Regions from separate parts of the Sus scrofa genome. Here regions 1, 2, 3 and 4 are each linked to region 5. Evidence: chromatin contacts called from public HiChIP or PLAC-seq data. All regions are on one chromosome and are shown on one strand. The core of a region is the stretch at or near the end of the contact, and the rest is flanking DNA. Distances in the headings are between cores, read along the strand shown. Region 1 overlaps LPP (lipoma-preferred partner). Region 2 has its middle 140 kb from the start of LPP. Region 3 has its middle 37 kb from the start of LPP. Region 4 has its middle 200 kb from the start of LPP. Region 5 overlaps LPP (lipoma-preferred partner).

Evidence for each region. HiChIP or PLAC-seq counts read pairs in DNA pulled down with a chosen protein or histone mark.
Region 1: a contact with region 5 is called in an H3K27ac HiChIP or PLAC-seq map of alveolar macrophages. The contact joins two enhancer-like sites. A contact is called at or near these places in 2 of 2 datasets of contacts at active chromatin or transcription factors (alveolar macrophages and skeletal muscle).
Region 2: a contact with region 5 is called in an H3K27ac HiChIP or PLAC-seq map of alveolar macrophages. The contact joins two enhancer-like sites. A contact is called at or near these places in 2 of 2 datasets of contacts at active chromatin or transcription factors (alveolar macrophages and skeletal muscle).
Region 3: an H3K27ac HiChIP or PLAC-seq map of alveolar macrophages shows a contact between it and region 5, with 5 times the contacts expected there. The contact joins two enhancer-like sites. A contact is called at or near these places in 2 of 2 datasets of contacts at active chromatin or transcription factors (alveolar macrophages and skeletal muscle).
Region 4: a contact with region 5 is called in an H3K27ac HiChIP or PLAC-seq map of alveolar macrophages. The contact joins two enhancer-like sites. A contact is called at or near these places in 2 of 2 datasets of contacts at active chromatin or transcription factors (alveolar macrophages and skeletal muscle).

Annotation. Positions count from the first base shown.
Region 1 is chr13:125,828,750-125,832,177 of Sscrofa11.1, forward strand. The region is part of intron 1 of LPP (lipoma-preferred partner); the gene reads left to right. Among named protein-coding and RNA genes, the nearest start is that of LPP, 48 kb to the left of the region's middle. Within about 2 kb of position 2,137, at least 11 of the 83 cell types and tissues checked have an H3K27ac peak or open chromatin away from gene starts, as enhancers often do. A contact at or near this core is called in alveolar macrophages and skeletal muscle, where this site is marked.
Region 2 is chr13:125,639,279-125,642,558 of Sscrofa11.1, forward strand. No RefSeq gene overlaps it. Among named protein-coding and RNA genes, the nearest start is that of LPP, 140 kb to the right of the region's middle. Within about 2 kb of position 1,918, at least 20 of the 83 cell types and tissues checked have an H3K27ac peak or open chromatin away from gene starts, as enhancers often do. A contact at or near this core is called in alveolar macrophages and skeletal muscle, where this site is marked.
Region 3 is chr13:125,743,374-125,746,758 of Sscrofa11.1, forward strand. No RefSeq gene overlaps it. Among named protein-coding and RNA genes, the nearest start is that of LPP, 37 kb to the right of the region's middle. Within about 2 kb of position 1,483, at least 11 of the 83 cell types and tissues checked have an H3K27ac peak or open chromatin away from gene starts, as enhancers often do. A contact at or near this core is called in alveolar macrophages, where this site is marked.
Region 4 is chr13:125,585,555-125,588,855 of Sscrofa11.1, forward strand. No RefSeq gene overlaps it. Among named protein-coding and RNA genes, the nearest start is that of LPP, 200 kb to the right of the region's middle. Within about 2 kb of position 2,052, at least 22 of the 83 cell types and tissues checked have an H3K27ac peak or open chromatin away from gene starts, as enhancers often do. A contact at or near this core is called in alveolar macrophages and skeletal muscle, where this site is marked.
Region 5 is chr13:126,385,190-126,388,572 of Sscrofa11.1, forward strand. The region is part of intron 8 of LPP (lipoma-preferred partner); the gene reads left to right. Among named protein-coding and RNA genes, the nearest start is that of MIR28, 100 kb to the left of the region's middle. Within about 2 kb of position 2,047, at least 5 of the 83 cell types and tissues checked have an H3K27ac peak or open chromatin away from gene starts, as enhancers often do. A contact at or near this core is called in alveolar macrophages and skeletal muscle, where this site is marked.

The DNA.
Region 1 (3,428 bases), core at 887-3,386, 560 kb before region 5:
TTGTTGTCTAGTAGGGGAAGTAAGATATATACTCACATAACCTTCTTTGACAACATGCCATCCCTCTTCTTTGCTCCTCTGTCTTTACACTTGTCTCTCCTTCCTCGCCTTCTTTTGGCTTCTTAGCCTATTTCCAGTGTGACCGAAGTCGCTCTCACCCAGGTCTATGGGGTCAAGTTTATTTCTTGTCAGCACTTCTCTGATCTGGCCTCTGTATGGTCACTCTTGACCGCTCTTGCTTCCATGGCTTTCTTCATTCTTCCCCTGCATCTTTGTCTGTCCTCAAGGTTCCTTTGTTGGCCCTTGTTCCTGCTCACATCCCATGTGTTGCAGAGCTTTGTCTTCAGCCTCTTTCTGTATCTGTGTGCTCATGACCCCTGGGGGATTATATTGAGACTGGAACTCCTGAGTTCCAGACCCATATATGTAAGTGCCTTTTGGACACTCTGAGTGGAAATCTTAATGTTACCTTAGACTCAGCATGTCTTTTAGCATTGTCACTTTGGTGAATGAAATCAACATCTATCTATTCACTCAGCCAAGCCTGGAAACTGGGACTCATTCTGAATGCTTCCTCCCTTTACCTCACCTTTCTATCCATTCATCCTCAGACTTTATTGAGTCGACCATGGTAACTCCTCTTAATCCATGCACTATAGGTAACTAACTACACCTGACCCACCTGCTCCCTCTGCCTCGGTTCACCCTCACCATGTCTCTCCTGAAGTGTTTCGGTAATTCTCAACTAGCCTTTCTTTTCTATTTCCACTTTCCTCTGTTCTATTCTCTGTCCTTTTTCTTGAGTGATTTTCCAAAAATGCAAATCTATTCATGCCATATCTCTGTTTTAAAAATCTTTCAATGATTTCCTCATTCAGGGCAATATCCAAAACCCTTTTTATAAAATAGAAGACTTAGGAATTTGGCCCCTGCCTCTTTTCATCGTTGTCTCACTAATCTCTAAACAGATCCTGTGCTCCAGGAACACACATGGGGTTCTCTGTAGCCTCCATGACTTAACACGCACTGTTACCTTGTCAAAACATCACTCCGGAGTTCCTGTCGTGGCGCAGTGGTTAATGAATCCGACTAGGAACCATGAGGTTGCGGGTTCGGTCCCTGCCCTTGCTCAGTGGGTTAACGATCCGGCGTTGCCGTGAGCTGTGGTGTAGGTTGCAGACGCGGCTCGGATCCCGCATTGCTGTGGCTCTGGCGTAGGCCGGAGGCTACAGCTCCAATTCGACCCCTAGCCTGGGAACCTCCATATGCCGCAGGAGCGGCCCAAGAAAGAGCAACAACAACAACAACAACAACAAAAAGACAAAAGACAAAAAAAAAAAAAAAAAAAAAAAAAAAAAAAAAAAACATCACTCCTCTCCTACCTCATCAGGGTAGCTCCTCTGTGCCTTTTAAGACTTTGCTTTGCTGTCACCTCTGCTTGGAAGCACCTCTGACCCCTGATATCTCCACTTCCTTCATATTTGATTATTTATTGAAGTTAGTTGCCCTTCCTTGAGGGCAATTGTTATTCCTTTTATTTCTGTATCTTTAAGTACAAAGTACGTGTGCAAGAGATATTTGTTGAACAAATAAGTGCCAAATAGAAAAGGATAGAGATAAGGCATTGTGGAAGTTGTGATGAAAATTCTAGCTAGGTAGGGTTAGGAGCAGGGAAAGTCCCAGGAGAGGTGGCATTTGAGCTCTGCCCTTGAGTCTGATGGCATTGGGTTGTGAGGATACAGAGGAGACCTGGTGGCCATCATCAGGGTGCTATGTTCTACAGCACGCAAAAGTGAAGAATGCATAAGGAGAGTGATCTCAGGAGTGCATCTGGTCTAGTGTCTGTCTTTGGTCCCCAGCTGGCTTGTATACCTCATCATAGCTTCCTTCCCCCAGTACACAGCTGGCCTGGCAGCTCATGAGCATCCTTGCTCCTGAGCGGCCCTGGAGGAAAGGAATACACAAGAGTTGCTTGCATTTTTATCTTTACTTCTCCTTTGGAGTTGCCTTTCTGGAGAGCAAAGAGGTGACCTCAGCAGCCAGAGTCTGAAAGAGCAAAATGAGTCATCTTAGGCCCTAATGAGGTACATGAGGGTCCCTTCCTGGGAGTGAGGGTCAGGTGAGGTCATGCTGTGCCTGGGGTGAGCTTTGCCTCGGGGCTCCAGGCAGCACTGGAGCAGAGCTGTGCTAATTTTACCCATAGGAGCTGACTGTGCTGAAGGGCAGGGCTTATGACATTGGCCTTATCATCATCCTGTGATGCCCAGAGTTCCCAAGGTACAGCCCCGTTATGTCTGGGCTGTTTTTCCTCTTCCTGTTTAATACCTTTTTTCCATTAGGTGTGCATATTAGCAAGCAGGATGCAGAGGTGCAGAGAGCTTCAGATTTGGTGGGAGGTCATGGGGCTGGATTTGGATTCTGCCTCCACCCCTTGCTCACCAGCCATCTGACCTTGGGAGGGTTATAGAATCTGAGACTGTTTCCTTATTTGTAAAATAGGACTTAGACCTGTGCCCTAAGAATGCTTCTAGGTTATGCACTAGGCCAGACATAGTAAGCAATTATTGTGTGCCAGTCGCTGTTGAAGCTGCTTTTTTCACAGTGATCCACCTAATTCTATAAACAAACCTACAAGGAAGGTACTGTTGCTATCCCTATTTTACAAATAAGGAAACAAGGACAGGAACAGACATTTCTGAAGGCCTCCTCTGTGGGGCTGCACAGAGCAGATGGGCTAGGTGTGCTGCTGATATGCCTTTGAGGTACTGAAGTATTCAGTGGCAAATCTGGAAAACAAAAAGGTCAAGCCGAAGAATTCTCAGGCGAGTCAGTAATTATGCTAAAACCATGCTTCATTTTACAGGAATTAGAGTTTCTGTTGATCATAAACTAGTTTCTGACACCTGCTACTTATGTCCCTGAGGTCTGTTTGGCTCATTACAACAAAGTAAGATATTTTTCTCCCCTTAATAGAGGCAAGGGACTAGGTCTTGGGTATGGACAGTCATAGGTCTTACTCGAACAGATCAGAAATAGATGAATGGATGATCAGTTAATGGATCTATATTTTCCCCCCTCTTTCATGTATCAGGCTTAAGTGCTAGAAAGGCATTCCACATAATTTAAATGGAAAGGGATTAATTCAGAGAAAGAGATGCTAACAAAATTGTTGGAAAGGCTGGAGCAGTGGGAACCAGGAGGCTACACCTATAGCAATTGTGTTTAAGAATATATTTCATAGCTACAATCCAGGGATAAGGAAGGTGGGGTTAGGAATCCCCTGCCAAGGACTCTGACACTTTTCTCAGTATCCTCAAAGTTGGTGGCGGGCATTGGATTGCCAAATGGAGCAGTGTTTTCACTCTTGATTCCAAGGTATTGTTTGCCAGTTGAAGTAGGACTTAAACTTTGCTTCCAACTTCTAAGAG
Region 2 (3,280 bases), core at 668-3,167, 750 kb before region 5:
ACGGTCTCCCCATCTGGGTCTCTGGCTCACACCGAAATGTGACGCAGGAACCCAGGATTCTAATAATTCTTCTTGGTCTCCTTATCTTCCCCTCTCGCCTCAGGGTGACCTCTCCAATGCCATCGGATTACTGCTCCTGTGCTTCTAGTAATGGCAGATGTCATGGCCTTAGTGAGGCCCTTTCTGACTTTCACTCAGGTGAAACTCAGACCCTCCCTGGGACCTGGGTGATGGTGTAACTGCCACCGGTTTGATGGGCCAATGAGAGAGTACAGATGGAGTGCCTGAAAGATGCCCAGTCAGAGCCCCTACATCTCTCCTCCCCGAGCCATTTTGCCCTACCAAAGAACGGCAGGGGTGACGTACTGATTAAACCTGACCTTGCGCAAGAACCTGAGTCAAAAGATTTTTTTCAAGGAAAGGATCTCAAATTGTGTTTTAGCTCCATTTTATGAGGAAAATCCACACACCTTTCTATTGCCCACCCCACTAGCCACAGCTTTTTGTCTGATGGCCAGATCCTTCCTTCCCTTTTGACATAGTAAAGTCAGGGTGTCTCAGACTGGACATCCAGATGACCTCTTGCTGTCCTTCCAAAACCTAGATTTGAGCCTCATCTGGATCAAGATGAAGAACTGCCATTATTTCCCCACCAGCTCTTTAGTTTTTGCCCTCTCTTTCCACACTTTTTCTTCTTGCCTTCCTCCCAAATTACCAAATGCACAAGTACTCCAAACCACAGAATTTAAGAAAAAAAATTCAGGGCCATTTCTCTCCTACTTTCTAGTGCAGATTAACTCAGGATCATTTCAGCTCTTCCGCTACAGAATTCTAATCCATGTAATAATACCTCGGAACTTATTTTATTTATTTTTGTCTTTTTAAGGCCACACCCACAACATATGGAGGTTCCCAGGCTAGGGGTCGAATTGGAGCTGCAGCTACCAACCTATACCACAGCCACAGCAACGCCAGATCCTTAACCCACCTGAGTGAGGCCAGGGATCAGACCCGAGTCCTCATGTATATTAGTGGGGTTCATTAACCACTGAGCCACGACGGGAACTCCCAGAACTTATTTTAAAATATTTATCAACATACACTTTTCACCAACTCTTAGTGTTCTTTAGAATTTACATGGCTTTTCTCTCCATTTAAGTCAGATATCTCCAATGCATATCTTTGGCATGTTAATATCAGATTACAGCACAGAGAGGACCAGGGGGCTGCTCTGTGCAAAGCCTAAGAGGTCATCGTATTAATCAATTGGATAGAAGATTAATATATTCATTCAACACACACTTACTAATCACTTAACCTGAACTCCTGCAGTGCTTGAGATCCAGGAGCATGTACTTGTGATGAGAATACTATCCGCATCTTCCACTTAGACCGCGAGGCCCTTCAGAAGACTCTGATCTCAGCTTGCCACTCCCTGTCTTAGGACATTGAGCAACTCCCCTCCCTCCTCTGGGCTTCAGGTTCCCCATTGTGGCAGGTGGGTAAACAGAGCATTCTAAATCCTTCAATTCACCTTCTTCAAACTCAGTTCAGAAGCATGGATTAAGCACAGAACATAAGAGCTACTAGACAAGTTCAAAAAAAGGAGGGATCAAGTGTTATTTCAAAGAAATCAGGTCATTGCTGAAGCTGGGCGATGGGCACCCAGAATTTCACCATACAGCTTGTCCACTTATGTGCATATTTGGAAATAGCCCTACTAAAAAGAAGAAAAACAAAGAGAAGGAAACCCAGCAGGCTTCACATAGCAGGTAGCTGCTGAGCAGAACTGCAGCATGGGTAGGATTTCAATGAACCGACACTGGGTCAGGGGCCATTCCAGGCTGGGGCACATCGTGAGCCAAAGCATTGAGACTGGAAAATATAAGACATTCACAAAGGACTGGGAGTGGTCATGTGTGGCTGCAGCTCAGGATGCAAGAGGGGCGGGGAGGGAACCCAGCTGGAAAGGTATCATGGAGTCAGAGCTGAAGGGTCTGGAGAAACAGAGTGTTAAACTCAATTCCAAGGGAAAGTGACTTCACTGGTTAAGCTCGAGTTGGCTCTACCCCTTGTCAGTCAGGCCCCGGGAGAAGGGCCTGTGGCAGAAACTGGCGGAGAAGGAGGCTGGCAGCACCACCAGGCTTGTTTCTTCACCAGGAAACAAGGTTTCCTGTAACTCAGACCCATGAATCAGCATTTCCTCTGTCAATAATACACAGCAAGAAAGGCAACAGCACCGGGCTGGGGGCAATGGAAGAAAGGAAGGAATATTCCATGACACGGCTAGGCTCTGTTCTCTTTTCCCCTCATGAAACACTCCTGATAAGCTCCCAAGTAACACTCGGGTTTCATAAGATAAGTTCCTCAGACAGCCTCACGGTAGCACATGAAAATTAAGTCCTACAGGACACCCAGCTCTCTTGTCATGTTATGAGTTTCTATCACTGTTGGTTAAGGAAGATCACGTTCAAATTCTTTCATTATGTGATAACTAAACATTAATATAACAGTATTTTATTCCTGCTGGGGTTTGAGTGTGTGTGCGATTTGCCTTTTAGTTTTTACACACCCCTGTGCAATATTTTGTTTGACTCTCGTGATAATCCTATAAGGTGCAAAGGGGACATTATACCTATTTCACAAGGGCAGATGCGCAGGCAGGGAGATGGAATGCTTCTTCCCCGGCAGATCTGTTTTAAAGATGCCAGAATTGATACCAACTCCTCAAACTCCATTCAGAGTTTCTTTTTTAAAAAAATTTAAGGCTATGCTCCATTTATAGTTATTATAAACATTGGCTATATTCCCCCATGTTGTACGATATATATCTGTGTAACTTATTTTATATCTAATAGTTTGTACTTCTTAATTTCCTCCCCCTGACCCCTCTCGCCACTGGTAACCACTAGTTTGTTCTCTGTATCTGTGAATCTGATTCTTTTTTGTTATATTCACTCGTTTGTTTTATTTTTTAGATTCCACATATAAGTGATATCATACTGTATTTGTCTTTCTCTGTCAATTCAAGGTTCTTTTCAAGATCACAGACTTTTAATTAATTATATCAATTAACTGTTCATTTTAAATATATTTTACAAGTATTAAATTAATTAATACTATACTTAATTTATTTTTTTTATTTTATTTTAATTTTTGTGTGTGTGTCTTTTGTCCTTTTAGCGCCACATTGCGGCATATAGAGGTTCCCAGGCTAGGGGTCCAATCGGAGCTGTAGCCACCAGCCTACGCCAGAGCCACAGCAACACCACATCTGAGC
Region 3 (3,385 bases), core at 233-2,732, 640 kb before region 5:
TCGGACAAATCACTCCAAAGTTACTAGCTTAAAATGACACTTTTTTTTTTTTTAACCATGGTATTCTATAGACCAGAGTCTGACAGGGGTCTTAATGGGCAAGATCTAGGTGTCAGCAGGATGTATGGTAGTTGTGCCTCCTAGTCTTTTCCAGATTCTAGAAGCTCCCCACACTCCTTGGATCATGGCCTCTCATTCTGTCTTCAAAGCAGCAATATCAGGCGTATCCTTCTCATACTGCCATCACTTTGGTTCTCTCTTACGATTTCCTCTTCCACTATAAAGTATTTTGGGGATAGCATAGGACCTACCTGAATAATCCAGGATGATTAAGGTCAGTTTATTAGCGACTTTGATTTCAACTGCCTCCTCAATTCCCCTTTGCCACATAACCTAAGATATTCACAGGTTCCAGAGATCGGGACATAGACACACAGTGGAAGAGAAATAAATTTCTATCTTATACAAACCACTGATTTTCAAGTCTTTGTTGCCCACAGCTGAGCCTAACGTATTCCTGTGACAGACACTTGTTGAATACCCACTGCCATGCCATGGTGGTGCTGGCTGGGGTCTGATAATACTGGATGATCTAATATTTCTGGTCCTCCAGAGGCCGTGAGACTCATCTTACAACATCACATGGCCCCAGAATCATCCACAAGCCCACAGTAATGCCACCAGAGAAGAAAGAGGCCATTCACCAATGAACTGACCACAGCTCCTGCTCCCCAGCCTCTCAGGTTTGCCTCAGCACAGAGAAGGATCAGGGTCAGGAAGAGACTTGCCCAGGTGTCCATAGAAGTTCATGGCATTGCCAAGACTAGAACCCAAGTCTCTGAATACCACTCCTCCATCACATTATTTTCCTGGGTTTTTCAAGGAAGGACATACTGGACATACTACCCTTGGTCCCTGGCACCCAGTCACAACCTCTGGCACAGGCCGAAGACCGTGTTTACCTCCATTGCAATGATTCCAGTGACATCAGAGACTTACAGAATTTGGCTGGCCTTTCTTTATTCTCTTTCTACCTCTGGGCTATGCATAGTGAAATTCTCTGATGGTATTCATTTTCCTGCCCTTCACACCCTCATGCTCCATTTTTCCTATTTGTTAAGTAAGTTCCTATGAGTACTTAATAGGACTTATGAGGTAACATGGATAGCCAAAGATCAAGTTAAGGGCTCAGGCTTGTGAAGTTATGTGATTCAGTGCCATCTTTGATTTTGTCCTCCTCTATCTCTCTGATTGTCAGCATTTCCATCTTGAAAAAAAAGGGGGGGGAGGAGACAGCAAATGTGCTTCAAAATACTTGCAAGGAACAGCTCATAAAACTCATTGTGAGGCACATTAGCACCGCACACAGTGTCATCTAACTGCTTATAATGAAATGTTGAGCAACTAGGAATCCAGCTCACCCCATCTGGCTCTGAGTCACACTCCCTAGTAACACTAAGTGAAAGTGAAGAGAACTTGCACCAGGCCAGGATACAAAGCCGGGAAGTGCCTGACAGCCAACCTCACATGGAGATGTGCCTGAGAGCCAGTGGACCTGGAAAACCTTCATAAAGCCATTTGCTTAAACCCTTTGCTCTGCTCTTCTTAAAGATCGATTTCCCAAGCTCTCTTTGGTAACTGTTTCTGGGTTACACACCCAGATAGTTGGAAAGACTTCCCTTATGTAATTCAAGTGTGTTTTCTTTGGCTCTGCCTTCAGTGGGAAGGGAAAAAATTTATTTGCATTTCCCCCATACCCCCACCTTTATAGTAATATCCTTTCTGATACCTCATGGCTGGTATTGAGATAGCTCTTCTATAGGACTTCTCAGTGTTCATTGCACATAAATGCAGTGGGGTGTGTGTGTGTGTGTGTGTGTGTGTGTGTGTGTGTGTGTGTGTGACATTTGCCAGGACTAGAACCCAGGTCTCTGAATACCACTCCTGCATCACATTATTTTCCTGGGTATTTTGATGAAGGACATATTGGACATAATCCCACAGGACAAACTCCCATAAGAGTGTTTTGTTGTTGCTGTTGTTGTTTTATGGCTGCACCTGCGGCATATGGAAGTTCCCAGGCCAGGGATTGAATCCAAGCCAAAGCTGCAACCTACACTGCAGCTGCAACAATACCAGATTCTTTAACACATTGTGCTGGGCCAGGGATCAAACCCACACCTCCACAGCAATCCGAGCCACTGCAGTCAGATTCTTAACCCACTACACTACAGTGGGACTCCCCCGTAAGAGTTTTCACATTGTGTTAAAAATGCTTGAGTCTGAGTGGTTTAGACCTGGATGAGATCTTATAGATCATTTCTTCAAAATATCTAAATTCTGCACATGAGAAGATTGTGGTTCTATATGGTCTTGCTCAAGGTTATACAATTAGTGTTGAGACAAAGAACTGTCAACCAGGCCTATGGAATTTTGATAATGATGTATCACTAGATAATATTTAGCTTATGCTAATTCCTAATTTTTACTTTCTTTGCATAATACCTCCTGATATTTGTAGAGCACTCATATTTATTTTGAGCAAAAGCAGTCATCCCCCTTCTTGTATAATAGTTGTTTACTCTTCTTCTGTCAGAGAACTCATTTTCCCTCAATTAAGCATAATCCTGCACATTCATGCCAACTTCTTTAACTTAAGGGGTCATATTGAATTGCAATTCTACTCTACTTGGTTTCATCTTAACTTTATGGAAGAGCTCCTATAAGCCAGTCGCTGTCACGTAGCACCTCATCTGATCCTCCAGACAACCCTATCTTAGGGATATTATTATTCACATCTTAGAGTGGAAACAAAATGAGTCAGAAAAAGATTAAGCAGTAGACCCAAGGCTGTCCATCTGCTGAGACCCATGTCTTCTCTTTTGTGCTTAGGACAGCATGTGACCTCTCACACAATGGCAGCCAACCCGCATAATTTTCTTCTAGCAGTAAGTCAAAGAATGGTGCTCTTTTTCCAACACACCTACCATGGAAGTAAATACTAAGTAGCATAATTAGCCAAGGCCAATAGGTAGAGAAAGTCACATACTCTTCAAGTTGAAGGTGAATGATAACTTCAACATTCCCCACAACAGAGGTTAGTGAGAAGAAAGTGTAACTTTTCCTTTCAATATATAGTCACAGCTATGTAAACAAGGAGGAAAATGAAGACGGTAGATGGTAGAAGATGCCTGGAGTCTGAATGAAGGAGTGGTTGTTTCTGAGGGGGATCAGGGAAAATGCCTTGGAGGAAGGCCCCAGGCATGCGTGAGCGGGAGGACTCAAAGAAGAAGACATCAGGGCACAGGCAGTTGAGCCAGATGTTAAGAGAAGGAGACCAAAGTGAGGACAGGTTTGGGAAAAGGCGTGAAATGAAGAACTCCTG
Region 4 (3,301 bases), core at 802-3,301, 800 kb before region 5:
ATGTACAGAGGATTCCAGTTCAGAAGAGGCGCAGCTCACTACAGATGAGAAAAGAGTGCCAGCTACCTCACTGGTGCCCAACATAAGACTCAAGTGACAGGAGAGCTCTCCTGACAGCTGTGGGTCCTCACCAGAGTGAGGCGGTCCTCACTTCTCTGTGCTCTGCTGTTAACGCAGAGGGCAGGGCACTCCGACTCAGGTTGCTCCTCTCCTTCCCCCCCAGCCCAGCCATCCTAACTCAGGCCCTCCTCACTCTCTGTTTACACCCTCCTCTCTGGGCTCAGCCCCCTCATATTCAGTCCTCTTGTGGTTCTCCTGCTCTCCTGCCAAATTAATACTCCAAGAGCCAGCTTCTCATCATGCCATGTCCTGCTCAAATACTCCTAAGTCTTCCTGTAGCTTCCAGAACAAGGTCAAACTCCCCACTGGCCCTCTAGTCCCACTGGTCCTCACCCACTCCTAGCTCTACATCAAATTATGCTGTGTGTTCTCCCTCCAAGCTGTCATTCTTTATCTCCCACTAGGAATACCTCCTAACCATATACCTCTGGGAAAACCATGGGCTCTAGTCATTTAGCAGCTGGGTGGCCTTGGGAAAGTTACTTAACCTCTCTAAGCCTCATATTCTTCATCTACAAAATGATGCTATCTAAACAGGAAGGGCTTTCATGAAGGGAAACTAAGATAATATACAAGGGCTTAGCACAGTACCTAGAACATAGTAAGAACTGAAACAAAAGTTAGCTATCATAATAACCATAATCATAATGTTGTCAGCATTTGGTCTATCTTAAGTCTTTCCTTCCACACAGCCTTCTGTAACCTCCCAAACAACAACTAGTTCTACTTCTTTTGAAATCTCCCTGTACTCTGGCTATCCTCGTCTTATGCATAGTTTTAGCGTGATTTTCCCACTTAATCTGTCTCCTTCCTTGGAAGCAGAAACTGATCTACCTCTGAATACTTTGACTCATCTAAAAATGAATCACAGGTACACCGTAAAGATTTCTTTTATTCAGTGTTCCTCTGGATGGAGGGCCAAAGAAAGTCGATGGTGAGCCTGAGCTGCTTGGGAATAACTGGTCTCTCCAGAATTGAGACAGAGCAACTCACCCTTGGATTCTGCCTACGTGGATACACAGCACAGCCTGGGCAGCCAAAGGGACCAATAGGACAGCTCAGTGAACTTTGCCCTCATGCCCTATTATCCTACTTCCCAAAGCCTGGACTAGTGCTATTCCTGGTGACCAGAAAGAACAGGGGAAGTGAGTAGGAAAAAGAAAGTGCTGCATTTACCACTGGCAATCTGCTCAGGAAGTGGGAGAATGGGAAGGGAAGAGGTCCTATTTTCTGAGACTTGGGGAAGGCAAATGAGAGTGGGAGAGAAATGATCTTTGGCTTATATTCTTCCAAGCTCAAAGGGAAGATGCTGCCCTCGTACATGGAATTGATTAGGGAAATCCTAGATACACGGAGCTCCACAGCTTGCTGTGGGTGAACTCAGAGGTCATCCCAGCTTTCTGATTCATCCAAATTGCAAGCCTTGGTCGGCAGGCAAACTCTTCTGCCCCAAGCTTTACCTCGTTTGAAACTTTCCCTGTGTTGCTATTTTGGCCAGAGCTAAAGCCTGGCCTCAGAACTCAGCGGCTCTAGGCTGTAGGTCAGTTCACTCACAGTGGCTGTCCCCTCTGAATTCCAATCTGAAGAGACAGGCTGGCCAGTCCTGTACCTCCCAGGAGTCTAGATTTGAAGGGAGCCCCTGAGATCATGCAGGTTAGTCTAACTCTGGCCCAGCGAGGGAGGGTCACACCACTGGACAGCCGAATGCAGAGATCTGGCCCCCCCAGTCCAGTGCACTTTCCACTCACCCAAGAAGCCCCCACTGGCTGTTCAATTCAAGGACATAACCCACAGAGAAAGGAGGAGATTGTGAAATGCTTCCACTAGAAGTCCAGGGCTGGCTGAAAGCCCAGTAAGTTCTCTCCCACCTCCTAACCCAGTCACTTTTCAGCAGTTTTTCATCCCACTCGTTCGTGCTAGCCCTCTTTTCTATGAGGTCAAGGCCTGGCTTCCAATGAGCAGCTCCGAGAGCAGCCGTGCTGACTTCTGCTCGGACCTTCCGGGACAGCTCCGCTGGCAAGACCTTTCCATTGAGCAACCACCTTGTGCAAACTGACTCTTCCTTGCCCTCCAGTATTACTCGGCAACTCTGCGAAACAGTAACCTGACGGTTTATTTTTATTTCAAGCTTGCGATTGAAAAGCTGGCTGTGTATTTTTTCTTCTTTCCCTTGAGGAAGTTACTAGGGACCCGGGGGACTTTTGGTCTTCAGCTCTTGACAACTAACTCGACACGCCCCCAACTTTTGCTAGCCCCCAGTCTGTACCAGGTGACACAGGACATGCCAAGGAGGGAAAAGGAAATCCCTCCAGAGGGAAGATACCCCCTAAATGGAGACTTGCCTCTCACTCAACACCCAACTGCTCAACCCCAGGGCCACCAACCGACTCATGCTTCCACCGCATTCTGGGTCATTATCCCCCATTTGTTCTGCAGCTGTATCATGCACAAAGCATTTTAACCTCATCAAATGTGGTGTCTAGGACCTCCCAGAGGGGCTGTCAAGGCAGCTGTTTATGTTAGAGCAGAGACAACCCTATATAGTTATGTAGGTATCTGAGCAGGACTGACTACATTTACAAAGAGAGCAGCATAGTCATCCTCCTGACTCTGAGTCCTTTGCTCCTTGTGATCTTTCTTCTCCCAACTACTCTCCTTATTCTCCATCCTGCATAGTTGGCTAAAAGGAGCTTCCTGGATCACCATTTTTCTCCGACACCTCCTGCATTCACAAAGCTTCAGACACTCCTCCTGCCTACAGGATAAACTTCCAGTGACTTGGCTGGTCTTTAAAGGCCCTTCCCAGTGGGACTCAAAAGCGTTCCTTCAACATTAGTTACACTGCTTCTGACTGGCGTGTCTCACTGAATTTCCTACAATGTCCTCTGCACTTTTTAAAACTTTGGGCCTTGGAGTTCCCGTCATGGCTCAGTGCTTAACGAACTCGACTATATCCATGAGGATGAGGGTTTTATCCCTGGCCTTGCTCAGTGGGTTAAGGATCCAGCATTCCCATGAGCTGGGTGTAGGTCACAGGTGCAGCTCAGATCCCACATTGCTGTGGCTGTGGCATAGGCCAGCAGCAACAGATCTGATTCAACCCTTAGCCTGGGAACCTCCATATGCCACAGGTACAGCCCTAAATAGACAAAAGACAAAAAACAAAAAACAAAAAACCCAC
Region 5 (3,383 bases), core at 797-3,296:
GTAGTTTTCATTGGTTTGCCCAATTTAATTGACCCAAGAAGAAAAACCTTAAAATGCACACACACACACACACACACACACACACACACACACTCACTCTTTGGAAGCTTTAAATGTGTATGACTTTTAAAGTAAAAAGAAAATTACTAATCTCATTCAGCAAGTCTGAATTGCCACCTTCGCCCCAAACCAACAGCAAGCAGGTAACTAATCTTTGGCCTTTCCTGCACCTTGTGACGTGTCAGCAGTCCTGGGGCACAGGCCTCAGAGTGAGCTGCTCCAGAGGCCCCCAGTCACTTCTCAACAAGTGCCTTTTTCTGCAAATAAAGGCCCTACATCTGAGACAAAGGAGTGCTTGGCCACTTCTACCTCCCTCTGGCCCTTTTGCCACCTAGACTCACATTTGCCTCCTACTCCAGAATATCTTCTTAACAGTAGAATGATTTTTCTGAAAATCATAGCTAATCGTGTTGCTCCCCTATTCAAACCCTTCAGTGGGTTCCTCTTCCCAGTGCTCCCTGTCTCTAGTTATTCTGTGTATAAATGAAAAACTTAATGTATTTTAATGTGCCCTCGTCTGTGGGACCTTTTGTCCCTGGCCTTCAGCAGGTTAGCTTGTGTTGAATAAGTGAGTGCCTGATGGTGGCTGAGCAAATACAGACCTTTTGTGCATCTCCAGCCTCATTCCTTCTGTCTCCACTCTAATCACATTGGGCCACTTGCTCTTTTCCAGTCTAACTGTGGTTGGTCCACTCACAGCCCTCGGCACATAGTCTTTCTCTGCCTAGAGTACTTTCCCATCTGTCAGATCTCAGTTGTCTTTTCACTTCCTCTGTGGAGACTCTCTGGCCTCTCAAGACTGTTTTGTGTTACTGGTGTGTACAGTTCATAGGGATTTGCTGTCCCTTCCTAGCACCCATTACTTTTTAGTCTGGTTTTGGGTTTGTCTGCATCCCCACTCTTTGAGGCCAGGGAAAGTTTCTGTCCTCCGATATATTGAAGACTCTGTTATAGCCCCTGCCACAACCTGGTGCCTGACATGTAGAAGATGCTTTATCAGTGCGCACTGAGTGAATGAGCTCTAGACAATACAAACCCCACATCTTCTGAGCCTGAACACCCTGCTCTTGCTCCTGTGCTAGATTCCCTTCCCACTGCCTCCATCCCCTTGTTCTGTCCCCTCAGCCCAAGCACTGTGCAGCCTGATTGGGCATAAGTTCAGAGTTTTTAGGACAAGATAGGAATGGACAGTTTAATGTCCTTCAAGATCGTTAAACAGTTTTGGAATCATACTATACTTGGAATCTTTCTCACTCTGAGACTTGTTTTCCATCTTTCCTAGTTTCTGCTCTGGTCGGATTGGTTCGGCATGTCAGTCAATGTTTATGGGTTTAGGGAGTGGCACCATAATAACCCTTTTTCCTCCCACCTAATGCAGGCTCACTGACTCCACCTCTGATTGTGCCAGGCATTACCAGTTTTGAAGCAGGGCTGCAAATCCTACCTTTCTGTTTAGGGTTTCAGTAAACCTCTTATTAAAAGTCTTAAGAATTCAGATTTGCACTGGCAGAAATTTAGAATTATTTGTTCCCTCTTCTTCTGAAGGGCTCCCAATGACACAGTGCAGTGCAGTGGAAACCATCTAAAAATGTACAGATTTCTTCTAGGAGTAAATAAACTTACCCTGCTGACCCTGAGGCAGAGGAGAAATAGCAGAAAGCAAATAAGAATGGATTAGATGAACCTGTACCTCCTCTTCCCCACTCACTCATAATGTGCGTTGAAATCAGAAATCAGGTAAAATCAAAGTGGGTTCCTCCGCTGAGTCCCCTACTCTGCTAATAAGACTTTTGGGATACATGAGGCACCACATTCAAGTTTAGCTCTGTGGATAGAGTAAGATAAAGATGAAGCTACATTTAGTTGAAAACTTCCTCACTTTTTGGAGTGAGGGAAGAATTTTATAAAGAGTGGAAGCCACAGCAATCTTGAAGCTCTGAAGAGGGGAGGAACCCGGGCTGTGAACTGTGAGTGTGCCTCTAGTCCCTCTGGTGGGCACTGTCCACATCACAGCGAGCCTGGCTGTGGTGGCCGTTAGCTTCAGAGGGGCTAGCAGATAGCAGTCAGAGGCACAGAGAAGTCTTCTGTTATTTAGAAATCTAGAAGGAAGAGATTATAAAGATAAAAGATTCAAGTCTCTTTTTTCCATTGTACTGATGGTGAAAGTACGTTACTTCAGATTATTTAATAATCAAATATCATATAGAAGTCTGACATTATTTTAATGGCTCATTTCTAAGGAAGATAACTCCCTAGTTCCCCAGGATCACCAGTGTAACAAGTGAATTTAGACTTCTTTTCTCAAACTTTCTGGCATATTCTGCACCTGTAGTTCAAGCGGCTGTGGTTGTCTCCCACCACTCTATCCTCCTCCCAATTTATGTTTTACTGGATTTATATTAGAAGATAAGGAGGAACACATAGTTTTTAAAACCCATTTCTTTAAGTGCTAAAAGAATAAGTCATTGGAATAAGCCATAGAGGATATTTGGGGGTTCAGCATAAATAAAGGATTTTGTAACAATGAATATAAGGTGAAAAGAGCCACCTCAAGGGTCCCTCCCACTTTCTCTCTTATGAAGGTCTTGACTGAGGCTGTTGATGACCTGTGATGACAAGGATTACTTTCTGCACTGGCTAGGAGCTGGACATAATGGCCCTAAGTTCTTTTGCATCCCTGGGAATCTACAACCACTGAGAAATGGAGCAGTAGAACTGGACAGAAAAGCCAAGTTAGAAGTAGATTTGAAATCTACCCTTATGCTTTCACCTCAAACATTAGGGAGAAAGATAACTCAAAAAATATAACTTTCTTAATGTCATGCCTTATATATTAGTTTGGCCAAATAATACTGACTGCTGTCACAAATAAACCCCCACACCTTAGTGATTTAACACAAGATTTTATTTCTCTGTGATAAAATCAGCTATCTGGCAGGTGCTTTCCAACTGGGGGATGGGGCTCTGCCTTATTCGGTCCACTGGCTCCGTCATCCACTAGAGTTGACGGGTCCCATGCTAGATTCTCTACACTGGGCAGGAGAGGGAAGACACAGCACTGAGGAACTTCTGAGGTCCTAGTGGGGATGTTTATGGGCCAGCTGGCAAATATGGTGTAATGTTCCTTTCTGCTCATATTCCATTGACCGGGACTCAGTCATTTGGCTACACTTGCAAAGAATGCTTGGAAATGTAGCCACTGTGTGCCCCCAAAGAAGAGGAAGTGGTTTGGTGTACATTTAGCTAGTCTCTGCATGCTTTCACCGCCATCATCATCATCATCATCATCATCATCAGTATGCTTTCCTGGAATTTTCCAAATC